Linked DNA regions of Mus musculus: regions 1 and 2 are each linked to region 3. Evidence: chromatin contacts called from public HiChIP or PLAC-seq and Micro-C data. All regions are on one chromosome and are shown on one strand. Each heading gives the region's core, a stretch centred on a gene start, on an enhancer-like site or on the middle of the called end of the contact. The rest is flanking DNA. Distances are from core to core; before and after follow the strand shown. Region 1 holds the start of Lhx5 (LIM homeobox protein 5). Region 2 overlaps Med13l (mediator complex subunit 13-like). Region 3 has its middle 19 kb from the start of Tbx3os2.

Evidence for each region. A called contact is a pair of places that touch in the nucleus more often than the background predicts. HiChIP or PLAC-seq counts read pairs in DNA pulled down with a chosen protein or histone mark.
Region 1: a contact with region 3 is called in a Micro-C map of embryonic stem cells, with 3 times the contacts expected there. The contact joins the promoter of Lhx5 here to the enhancer-like site in region 3. A contact is called at or near these places in 1 of 39 promoter capture datasets (the 3T3-L1 cell line), 1 of 484 Hi-C or Micro-C datasets (embryonic stem cells), 2 of 115 datasets of contacts at active chromatin or transcription factors (astrocytes and embryonic stem cells) and 1 of 9 other capture datasets (embryonic stem cells).
Region 2: a contact with region 3 is called in an H3K27ac HiChIP or PLAC-seq map of embryonic stem cells, with 6 read pairs. The contact joins two enhancer-like sites. A contact is called at or near these places in 3 of 39 promoter capture datasets (the 3T3-L1 cell line, the C10 cell line and liver), 1 of 15 datasets of contacts at CTCF or cohesin (embryonic stem cells), 33 of 484 Hi-C or Micro-C datasets (the 3T3-L1 cell line, B cells, the C10 cell line and 20 more) and 17 of 115 datasets of contacts at active chromatin or transcription factors (astrocytes, a beta-TC-6 cell line, craniofacial prominence and 8 more).

Annotation. Positions count from the first base shown.
Region 1 is chr5:120,430,166-120,433,535 of GRCm38.p6, reverse strand. It overlaps Lhx5 (LIM homeobox protein 5), which reads right to left and starts at 1,650. Exons shown (of 5, transcript NM_008499.5): 1 at 1,083-1,650. The coding sequence starts at 1,255. It overlaps Gm27199 (predicted gene 27199), which reads left to right and starts at 1,769. Exons shown (of 2, transcript NR_166585.1): 1 at 1,769-1,849. Gm31976 (a long non-coding RNA gene) reads left to right here and starts at 1,856. Exons shown (of 2, transcript XR_878743.1): 1 at 1,856-2,456.
Region 2 is chr5:118,764,003-118,767,436 of GRCm38.p6, reverse strand. It overlaps Med13l (mediator complex subunit 13-like), which reads right to left. Exons shown (of 31, transcript NM_172424.4): 31 at 1,999-3,434. Among named protein-coding and RNA genes, the nearest start is that of Gm42015, 78 kb to the left of the region's middle. Within about 2 kb of position 1,871, at least 4 of the 459 cell types and tissues checked have an H3K27ac peak or open chromatin away from gene starts, as enhancers often do. A contact at or near this core is called in embryonic stem cells, where this site is marked.
Region 3 is chr5:119,708,289-119,711,701 of GRCm38.p6, reverse strand. No RefSeq gene overlaps it. Among named protein-coding and RNA genes, the nearest start is that of Tbx3os2, 19 kb to the right of the region's middle. Within about 2 kb of position 1,396, at least 19 of the 459 cell types and tissues checked have an H3K27ac peak or open chromatin away from gene starts, as enhancers often do. A contact at or near this core is called in embryonic stem cells, where this site is marked.

The DNA of each region.
Region 1 (3,370 bases), core at 401-2,900, 720 kb before region 3:
TTGATGTAGTGAGAGCATTAGAAACCATAAGTCACTTTTGGCCTTATCCGGCAGCATAATTGGCTATATACACCTTATCAAAAATCATTAGGTGCTTTGCAAGCATGCCACATTAGGGGCACCAGGGCCTCTGGGGCTAGGGAGTTTACACGTGTAAAGGCGAGGCTGACATTTTCTCCTATTCAAATTCCCAAGTGCCCGGCCACTGGGGCAGGCGGCAGCCTTTCTCCTTTGCCGAGCTAATCACGCCCCCTCAGTGCCTGGAATTCAGACTCACAAAGCCAGTCTGGGTGCCGGGTGGAAACGGGCAGAAAGCGCAGCTACCAAAAAAAAAAAAAAAAAAAAAAAAAAAAAAAAAAAAAAAAAAAAAAAAAAACCCACGCGTTTCTAGGCTGCCCCATAGCATTTCTCATTTTGGGAAACTGAGGCCCACAGAGACACTGGGTCCTGGCCTGCCTTGAGGGGCTGTATGGACTTGGGAAGGGAGATCTCAGAACAGATCGGCTGATTTTCACCTTCTACTTCTTCAGTGCCTCTCCAACTAGGAAGAAAATTAATCGGGTGAGGGTGGTGGGGGGCCAGGGGAAGGTTCTCATCGCCCATCTCCAGGAGATCCCTTCTTAGCTAGGGTCCTTTGGAAGTGAGAAGTTCCTGTTTGTCCTCAGATTACCCTCTGGGTTTAGGATTTACTGTGTGGAACAAGAAGCTCCTAGCTGCTCTGAACTCCCGACACATCTTTGGGATCTGGACAGGGGAGTCTTGAGGCTTCTGTCCTGGGGACTCAGGTGTCGGGGGAAGGGGCCCAGAGCAAGTTGCCGAGCTTCCGGGCCTCTGCCATCTGACCGATCTCTGCTGCTGCCTGGCAGACCCAAGGTGAAGCAGCCAAACAGCCTCCTCCTTTCCCTCGACTCAACCTCAGCATCCCACAAGCAGAGGACAGGGCTTGAGGAGGGCAGACTGCCTATCTGCCCACCCCCACCTCCCAAGCTGGGGTGGGTCTCTTGGTCCCTTAATTCCCAAGGAGCCAGAGTAGAGCTCGGGCCAGCCAGTGGTAGGCAGCAGGGCGCGGCGGGGCCTCTTACCTGAAAAAGTCGTTTTTACAGTATAGCTTGCCTTCCCGTGAGAAGCACTTCTCCGAGAGGTTGGTTTTGCACTCGCAGCATTGAACACATTTGATATGCCACGCGCGGTCTAGTACGTTCAGCAGAAAGCGGTCGAGGATGGGCCGCTCACAGCCAGCACAGTGCACCATCATAGCCGCGCGCCCCGGCGGCTCGGGCCGCCTCGTCCTCCTTGGGGCCCCTGGGCCCTTAGGCCCTCTCGGTCCCCGCTGCTGTGGCTCTCAGCCTTCCTAGTCTGTAGGCGAGTCTGTAGGGGCGAGTCCGTTACGGATCAACCAAGACTTCTCGGGGTCAAGTCCTCCGACGCTCTCCGGCCTGGCGCTGCACTGCCCAGAGTGGCGTGGAGGGCGGCAGCGGTCACAGCCTCATGTCACGGGTCGCGACCGGGCGCTCGCTCCAGCTTCGAGCAGGTGTCCTCGGCGGCTGCTGGCTTCGGCACTGGCGAGCGGCTTTCCCGGTTGGCGGAGGCGCCGGCACTTTCCCCCACTTTCAAGCGGTCCCGATCCTCATCTTTGTCTGGCCGCCGCCTAATTCGCGCATCCTTATTCAGATTTGGTGACGTGGTGCGGCACGTAGGGGGCCGGGCGGCCAATGGGCGCGCCGTGGCCATAGCAACCTCTTAAATTTATAGCATATCTAAATTGGCTACAGCGTTGCGGTCAGGGCAGAGCAAAAAAAACAAGACATCAGTATTGCCGAGTATTTGCTAGTACCTGTTCCCAAGCTAAGTAAGTATTTACCTTCTAGTTTGGGTCTGGAGGGGTGGGGGCGCGATGCGAAAACCAGGGTTCTTTTTCTCTCCCATCACAAATAATTTTGGGGGGCAGGGTTCCAAGGCCTAGCCAGGGAGAAACCTCCCACCAGGTTCGCCACCCTCGCAACCTGTAGAAGTTGCCCAGGCAGGGAGTGCGCTGTGGTCCCCCTGCTTCCGAACCCGCCCAGCTCCCTCTTGCTTTAGACTGCGGCTCGCTCGGGCTCTGAGCGTAGGAGCTGGGAGACCCGGCACTTCTCCCTACGGTGGCTTCTTTTGTCACTCACGGGGCTAGGGCCCAGCAGGGCTTTTCTCACCAAGAGACTGAGGGCGGGAAGCTTGGGTACTTCTGTGCCTCCCTCCCCCACCCCTATCCAGGTTGACTCAGGGATGTCACCTCGCCTGGTCTTGGGAATCCCGAAGGTCGTTTCTAAGTGCCTAGCTCACTCGGCACTGGGGGAGGTGTGGCGAAAGGGGTGGTCTACCTCGGATGGGTGTTCCGGCAGGTTGAGAGGAGGCTGAAGCTCACTACATCTGTCTTGGCCACATCGTCCATATTCCAGGTCAGGCTGGCGGGAACCGTGGTGAGTGGGTCGCTCGATAGAGCGAGGGAAGCTGGCCACAGCCGGGCGTCATAGGCACTCCCGGGCCCCCCGAGATGCTCTAAGTCTGGCCCTCTCCTAGAGCCAAAGGCAGCTTCGCAGGTGTGTGGGTACCAGCAGGTGTACTCTGAGGAGGGGCGCGTGGGCCTGGAGGGGAGAAAAGGGATCAGGCCTTGTTTCTGCGAGGCCAACCAGGCCACCGCTTGCTTTGGACGAGGTAGGGCTGGGAGAGTGTTTTGGGATATTTCCTTGCTGCTGGGAAGAACGCTGATGGTGCGGGGCTGGGGCCTAAGGGTTGGAGCCATAGAGGAATTGTGCCAAGACTTGGCTGTGGGTGTTTGTTTGGGCGTATTTACTGAGTTTGTTAGCAAATATCCACTGCTTGAAAACTCTCTATTTATAGTGTGTTCGCGATCAAACCCTGGGACGTGGAGGGATTTTTTTTTATTTTTGTTTCTTTTTCTTTTTTCTTTCTTTTTTTGGCATGTAAAATTTCTCGTTTATAATTTCCTGTTAACATGTGCATTACCTTTCTTTCTTTCTTTCTTTCTTTCTTTCTTTCTTTCTTTCTTTCTTCCTTCCTTCCTTTCTTTCTTTCTTTCTTTCTTTCTTTCTTTCTTTCTTGTTGGTCTGTGTCTCTATGTGTCTGCTTACATGGGTCGACTGGGTGTGTGAGGAAATGCTTGTTTGTAAAGTCACTCACAAGCATGTGTTTATTCTGACATGCTGCAGGTGTATTTTAATGTCTGAGTGTGAGTGTGTGTGTGTGTGTGTAGATATGAATATTCCTACTAGAGATCCTATGTGTGACAGAACTGGGCTGTGTGATCCCTGGCACTGAATTTTGTAGATGTGTGTGTGGTGTTTGGACAGTAAATTTTTATTTACACAACTCT
Region 2 (3,434 bases), core at 622-3,121, 940 kb after region 3:
TCTGAGGCTGGGATCCCTGTTACCTAGTAACCACAGGTGTCAGCATCTGGACCGCAATCACTGAATAACATGCAAACCCATCAGGCTAATTCTCTTCAGAGAAAGCACATAGCCCTCTTCAGCCCTCCTCCTCCTCTTCCTCCTCTTCCTCCTCCTCCTCAATGCTAAACAGCACTTCTCATTGGCTTTTGACTTGCTTAGAGTTGTAGCCAGATGCTGAGCAATTTTTAACTTAAAAATTGAATTGACCAGGCTGGCCTTTCAAGGCTTTTTTTGGGGGGTGGGGGGTGGGGGTGGGGGTTGATCTACAAAGTGAGTTCCAGGACAGCCAGGGCTCTACAGAGAAACCCTGTCTCAAAAAAAAAACAAAAACAAAAACAAACAAACAAACAAAACAGAAAACCAAAATAAATAAATATTAAAAAATAAAAATTGAATTGAAGTGAGACTGAATTAATCTGGCCGGATGCAGAGCTAGAGGCCCAGGACATAAACCATCTTCTAAACTATCTGGATCCCCAGCCTTCCCTTGACACCTGTCATTAGTAACAGGAAATAGTAACTAATAGTGGCTCTCTGTAGAGTAGATGTAAATGACTCTGGCAACACCCGGAGCACGTGGGCCACACATTAGAAACTGCACCTCGGGTAGGACTTCCAACACGAGGAGAGCCAAGCTACTTCTCACAGTGACCAGGACCATGGCCGCAGCAGACTGAGCTCCAGGGTGTGGCTTCTGTTTCAGTAGCTAGTCTTCGGAAGCTTTTTAGTCCTTGTACTGAGGAAAAGCAGTTTCCAAAGGGGGTCTTACTATTTGATACCAGTTGGCATAAAATCCCTCACCCTGTGATGTTCTAAAGGCAGGGACATAAAACCGCTCAGGCTCACAGGTGGAGTGGAGGGCTGTGGGAATTGGAAACCAGTTGCAGAAGGTCAGCTGGATGGCCAACGGCTGTCATCATGTCTCCGCGTCTACAGCAAAACTTCTGCCACCTCGGGTTGAGCCACAAGCTACAGGAAGTCCTGCTTCCCGTAGGAGTAAAGTCAGCAATGATGGAATCAGGTGAGTACCAATTGATGTGTGAGCTGAGCAAAGTGCACAGGAAGGCCCTCGAGAACCCACCCAGTTCTGTTTAGCTTGCCGACGTTGGAGTAGGGAGATCTGAGGAGTGAGTGTGTGTGTGTGTGTGTGTGTGTGTGTGTGTGTGCATGCGCATGTGTCACGGCTGGTACCGCCAATGGAAACACATGGATACATGGCTGCCTTTTAGTGTTGAGCTTTCTGCTTTGCAGAGCACTTGTTGTGAACTCCCCTTGCCTTTCACTGTAAATGATGTGACCAGGGGGATGGGCGTGGTGGTGGGGGGGAGGTCCTATGGAGTCAACCCAGCAAATTGCTGTCTAAATTCGGAGACACTGAGATTAGATTTCAAAGCTGATGGAGGACAATGAAAAAACCAAGTCCCTTCCAATTATTCTGGTTTTTACTGGAAGAGCCGCCGAGTCCCAGGGCTTGTCCATTTTGGGTAATGTTTCAAACGGACAGGAGAGTGAACCCAAGACCGAGTGAGTGGGTTCTCTACTGGAGAAAGAAACACCATAGTCACAGCGGATGGTGTGTGTTTAGCAGGACTTGCTTGTGTGTGGCATGACTGATAGCAAGCTACTGCCACCGGCCTGTACATCAGTAGTGAAAGGGGGGGATGCACACTTGTCCTAGGGCTGTCTGCAAACCTCCCAGGACTAGACACGATCAGATCTGCCCTGCTCAAGAACGCGAAGGACCTAAACACCAGAGCACCTAAGAGGCTCTTGGTGCTGGTGGCATCTGGGACCCGACCTGGGAATGCTGGAACAGCCACTGGGGTGGTGGGTGATGCAATCCCCACGTGCACTCTATAGGCCAGAGCAGTAGATCCGTCTGTGACGCATGTGCAGACTGGAGCGGGGTGATCTCAGTACAGAGAGGGGGTGGGAGGGGAAAAGAGCCACTCGAGGTTTCAGTAATTCAATAATTTATTCCTCTAAAAAAGTGTGTAAAAGTATATAGCTCTCATCCACAAGGTATATATGAATGACATTTAAAATGGAGACCTTTGCCATTGATTCTCTTTTATCAAAGTCTTTAGTGTATTGAACCAGCACTGGGCTGTGGTTCTTAAATGAACGTCACATAGGTTTTGTATTTCTTTCCAATTGTCTGCTAGATATAAAAGAAGCGCACTGCAAAATGCTTGAAGGTAAAAGGAAACAAAAAGAAAAAAAAAAAGAAAAAGAAAATCAGAACTTCCCAAAAATGTACAGCTTTTACATTTTAAAAAAAAGGCTCTTGAGAGATACATACAGGCATGCCGGACCAGCCCTCCCGCCTCCCCTCCCGCCTCCCTTTTCAAACCATGGTAGGAGTTCTGATTTCTGCAGTTTTCTCAAAATAAAAAATAAAAAAAAAATAAAATAAAATAACTTCTCACTCTGTAGCAAATCCAGGGCTTGTACATTTCAGATTAATTCTGTAAAAAACTCACAGGTAAAATAATGCATATTTAGGGGAAATATTATACAGACTTTTGCACACAGAAGTACATAATAAGATTTCTTTAAATCTATTGCCATTCATTTATTTTTTGCACAAAAACGTATAAATATGTCACCAGCTTTTCTTAACTTAAAAAACTTAAATAAAAGACACCAGATGGAAACTACCCTTTGCTGCCTTCTTTTAAAACTTTTTATAGCTTTTTTTTCTGGTTTTTTTTGTGTTTTTTTTTTCCTTTTCACTTTTTCTGCGTAGAGTTGGGTTTCTAGGGAAGAAAAGCCCCTGCAGTAAAAACAGCCCATTTAAAAAAGAGAGAGAGAGAGAGAAATTCAAAGTTCTGGTGAACTCTGAGAGGAAGCAATCCCAAGTGGTAAAGATTACAAATATCTAGTTTACAGCCCGTCCTCCCCGAGGTGACTTTATACAAGTTTACATCTCCGTCATCTTACGCTCTTCAAAAGGCCTTGAGGATTTCCTCGCTGATAAGAAAAAATAGCACTGCGATATTTTAAGTCAATTTTACACTGTACACGTTAGATACAAACGGTTTGATATATCAGATTTTTTAAGCTATACATTGGAAAGCAACCCCCCCAGTTGGTGAGACAGAGAACAGTCACCCATGTACAAGTTATTTCTCTGCTTTCACATCCCCACCACATGTTAATATAATGTTTTAAACGTTAGATTATCTCAAGAAAAATACTTTTACAAAACCATATCAATTATTACATTTTTTTCCTTTTCTTTGTTAATAACCAGGACATGAAAGTCTCTTGGAAGAACTTAGTTTGCATGACTCTCCCACGGGAGCCGGGCTCAGTGCCGGGCCTGTCAGGAGGCTCTGGGAAGCCGGTCTACACCCACCACCCACAGACAGAAACATACGACATAAGGG
Region 3 (3,413 bases), core at 147-2,646:
CCCTTGGTTTTGGGGTTTTGTTTTGTTTTGTTTATGACAGGGTCTCCTTATGTAGTCCTGGCGGGCTTGGACACCTGTCTCTGCCTAGACAGTGCAGGGATTAAAATGTGTGACATCGCCGTGCCCTCTTCTGGCCTCCTCCAGCACCAGGTAGCCACGTGCTACCCAGGCAGAAGATCTATACACATACACATACACATAAAGTCAAATAATAATTTTAAGATATTTTAGGGGAAAAATGGTAAAGCAATCGGGGTGTGGAGACTGAGGCAGGAGGATTGTAAGACTGAGCACTGCCTGGATATATTGGAGTTGTGGAGGGGTAGTAAAAAAGTAAGACGACCTGAGATCAAATCCCAGCACCAGTGTAAAAAGCACTGGGGACAGAGACAAGCAGATATGTCCCAGGAGGTCAATGTCCAATTAATTAATTAATCAATTAATTTTGTCTATGTGTGCATGAGTATGTGTACCACTGGACCCGAGTGAAGATCAGAGGTCAAGTTATGAGAGTCTTGCCTTCCACCATGTGGGTCCTAAGGATTGAATTCAGGTCCTCTGGCTTGGTGGCAAGCACCTTTATCCACTGAGCCACCCCCTGGCTTGTCCAGGGATTTTGTTTCATGTTCCTCTCCACCTCATCCCCTTTGGTAGCTCTTGTTTGAGCTTTTGTTTTGTTTTCTGCTAGGGACTGAAGAAGGGACTCCAGACCTCAGGCATGCTAGGAAAGCACTCTACCACTGGGCTGCGCTCTCGGCCTCTCTTACCCGCTAGGTCTAGGTCTTTCTGCGGAGGCACCACATCTGAGCACTGCATTTTACAGAGGAGAATTGGCGGCTCAGAGGATGACCTTGTTTGCCCCAGGTTCCATGGTCGATGGACATCCGAGAAAATAAAAGGTTGCTTCTCCCCTATTCCAGAGATGACTCCAGTTCACTGTAAGCAGAAAAAAGAAAGAAAGAAAGAAAAAAGAAAGAGAGAAAGAAAGAGAGAAAGAAAGAGAGAAAGAAAGAAAGAAAGAAAGGAAGGAAGGAAGGAAGGAAGGAAGGAAGGAAGGAAGGAAGGAAGGAAGGAAGGAAGAACTCAACCTAGTCTAACCGATAGCGGACTGTACTCTCTGTCACGGTGAAGATGTTTTTAAAGCAAACAAACAAACAAAATAAAAGAGCAAACAAACAACACACACACACACACACACACACACACCCCAAACCAAAAATAAAAAATAAAATAAAAACTTCATTCAATGTTTATTTAGTTATCCAGTGTTGAGCCAACCTAGGGCCTTGCGCCTGCGCACAGGTTTTCTACTGCTGAGTCACACCTACAAGCGGACATGGGATGGGATTCAGGTGATTGTGATCACGAGACTCTAAATTCAATTCCCAGCCTCGTCCTAGTCAGGGAGCGGGCTCTCTCTGCATCTGGACCAACCACTGTAAAAGACTAAGAAGCAGAAACAGGGAGGCGTCTCCGGGAGGTATGAATTGGGGTGGAGGCGTGGGTGGGGCCTGCGGTCCACGTTTAACCTGGTTTTCTGCCAGACTTAAGACTGAAGCTGAGAGGGAGACGGTACCGAAAGCGGGGAGGCCCTGAGGCTGGAGACTACCCTCTAGTCCTTCAGGAAAAGGAATTTGCTGTGCTAAGTCCCCGAGGCCAGAGGGGGACCCTGAGAGTCAGGCGCTAGGAAATCAATCCAGTGTCCTCTGCTTGTGTTGCAAACAAACAAGATTAGCAAATCAAAGCCCTAGCTTTCTTACTGAAGCAGTCCTGCCCCAGGGGGAGGATCCACTAGAAAGTGCTAATCCACGGACAACCTCGGCTTCTTTTACCTCCAACTGTGTGAGTAGGGAGCTACCCACCCTCTCTGTGACTCAGTTTCCTTGGGCTTAAAAAGGATATCATTGGGCTGGTGAGATGGCTCAGTGGGTAAGAGCACCCGACTGCTCTTCCGAAGGTCCAGAGTTCAAATCCCAGCAACCACATGGTGGCTCACAACCATCTGTAACGAGATCTGATTCCCTCTTCTGGAGTGTCTGAAGACAGCTACAATGTACTTACATATAATAAATAAATAAATCTTTAAAAAAAAAAAGGATATCATTGTAGGAAACCACTTTGTAAACTTTTTAAAAAGAATTTAAAATAACGTTGCCGGGGTTTTGTTGAGCACTTACAAGCGCGCCTTTCGAACCTGGCTCAGCCATAGAGCAATGCGCTGGAATCCTCTGCAGAAGAGCTGGGGCTGGGTTTCAGTGGTAGAGCTAAACTCAGAGCACTGATTTAGAAATCCGCTATGGTGGTGTGGCACCCTGGGGCTGTGGCTCTGGGGCAGAGTGCTTACCTAGGATGTGCAGGATCTCGAGTTCGAGCCTCAGCACTAGGACATGAACTCAACTCCCCCCACCCCGTATAGAAAGGACCTAATTTCTGCATCCATATTTTGTGTATCGTGTGGCTCACAACTGCCTTTGTGGGTAGTGAGTGTGCAGATGCATAACTAAATAAAAACAAATCTGGCTCTGTACTCAGAGCACGGTGTGTGTGTGTGTGTGTGTGTGTGTGTGTGTGTGTGTGTGTGTGTGAGAGAGAGAGAGAGAGAGAGAGAGAGAGAGAGATCCCAGCACCCATTTGATGGCTCACCAGAATCTGGTGCCCTCTTCTGGCCTCCATGGGTACTGCATGTGCGTGTGTATAACACACACACACACACACACACACACACACACACCCACACACGAAGGCAAACACTCACACATAAAGACATAAAGTCAGATCTTTAAATATGGCATCCTACTGAGGAATAGTCAACTATGTTAGAGAATAGTAATTGATAATTTTAAAAAAAAGGTGGGAGATCCGCCTGGAAACAGGGGAACCACACTTTACAATAACAACAGAACAATTCGTAGTAACAATCGAATTGATGAGTACGTTTCAAAATACTTTTCTTCTAGGATAGTTGCTTGGCTTACACTCCTAAATTGGGGGGCAGGAGGAGAAGGCAGAGAGGTGGACCCCCATTATTAACCCAGCTTCACACTGTTAGGAAAGGTGATGTAACCTATACAGCAAGAGCATGCAGATATAAATGCACAGAATAGTGACCAGGATCTGGAAACAAATGTACAGGCTTTTGCACATCTAACCACGTACAACCAGATACACCTGACCCTCTGGTCACTTTCTATGTAATTGTATGGTGCAGACAGCTGAATGTGTGTCTCTCTGACCACACTGAATGCAGAGCAAAGGCTGATGAGGGCGTGCCATCTGGGCAAATGCTTAAAGAAGACTTTTTTTGCGAAACTAGACTCCCCGAGGATCCAGAAAGACTCGCTAGTCTCCCCCCAGCAATAAGCAAAAACCTAAAGGGTAGAAGGCACCCCAATTCAAGGGAATTCCTAGACCTT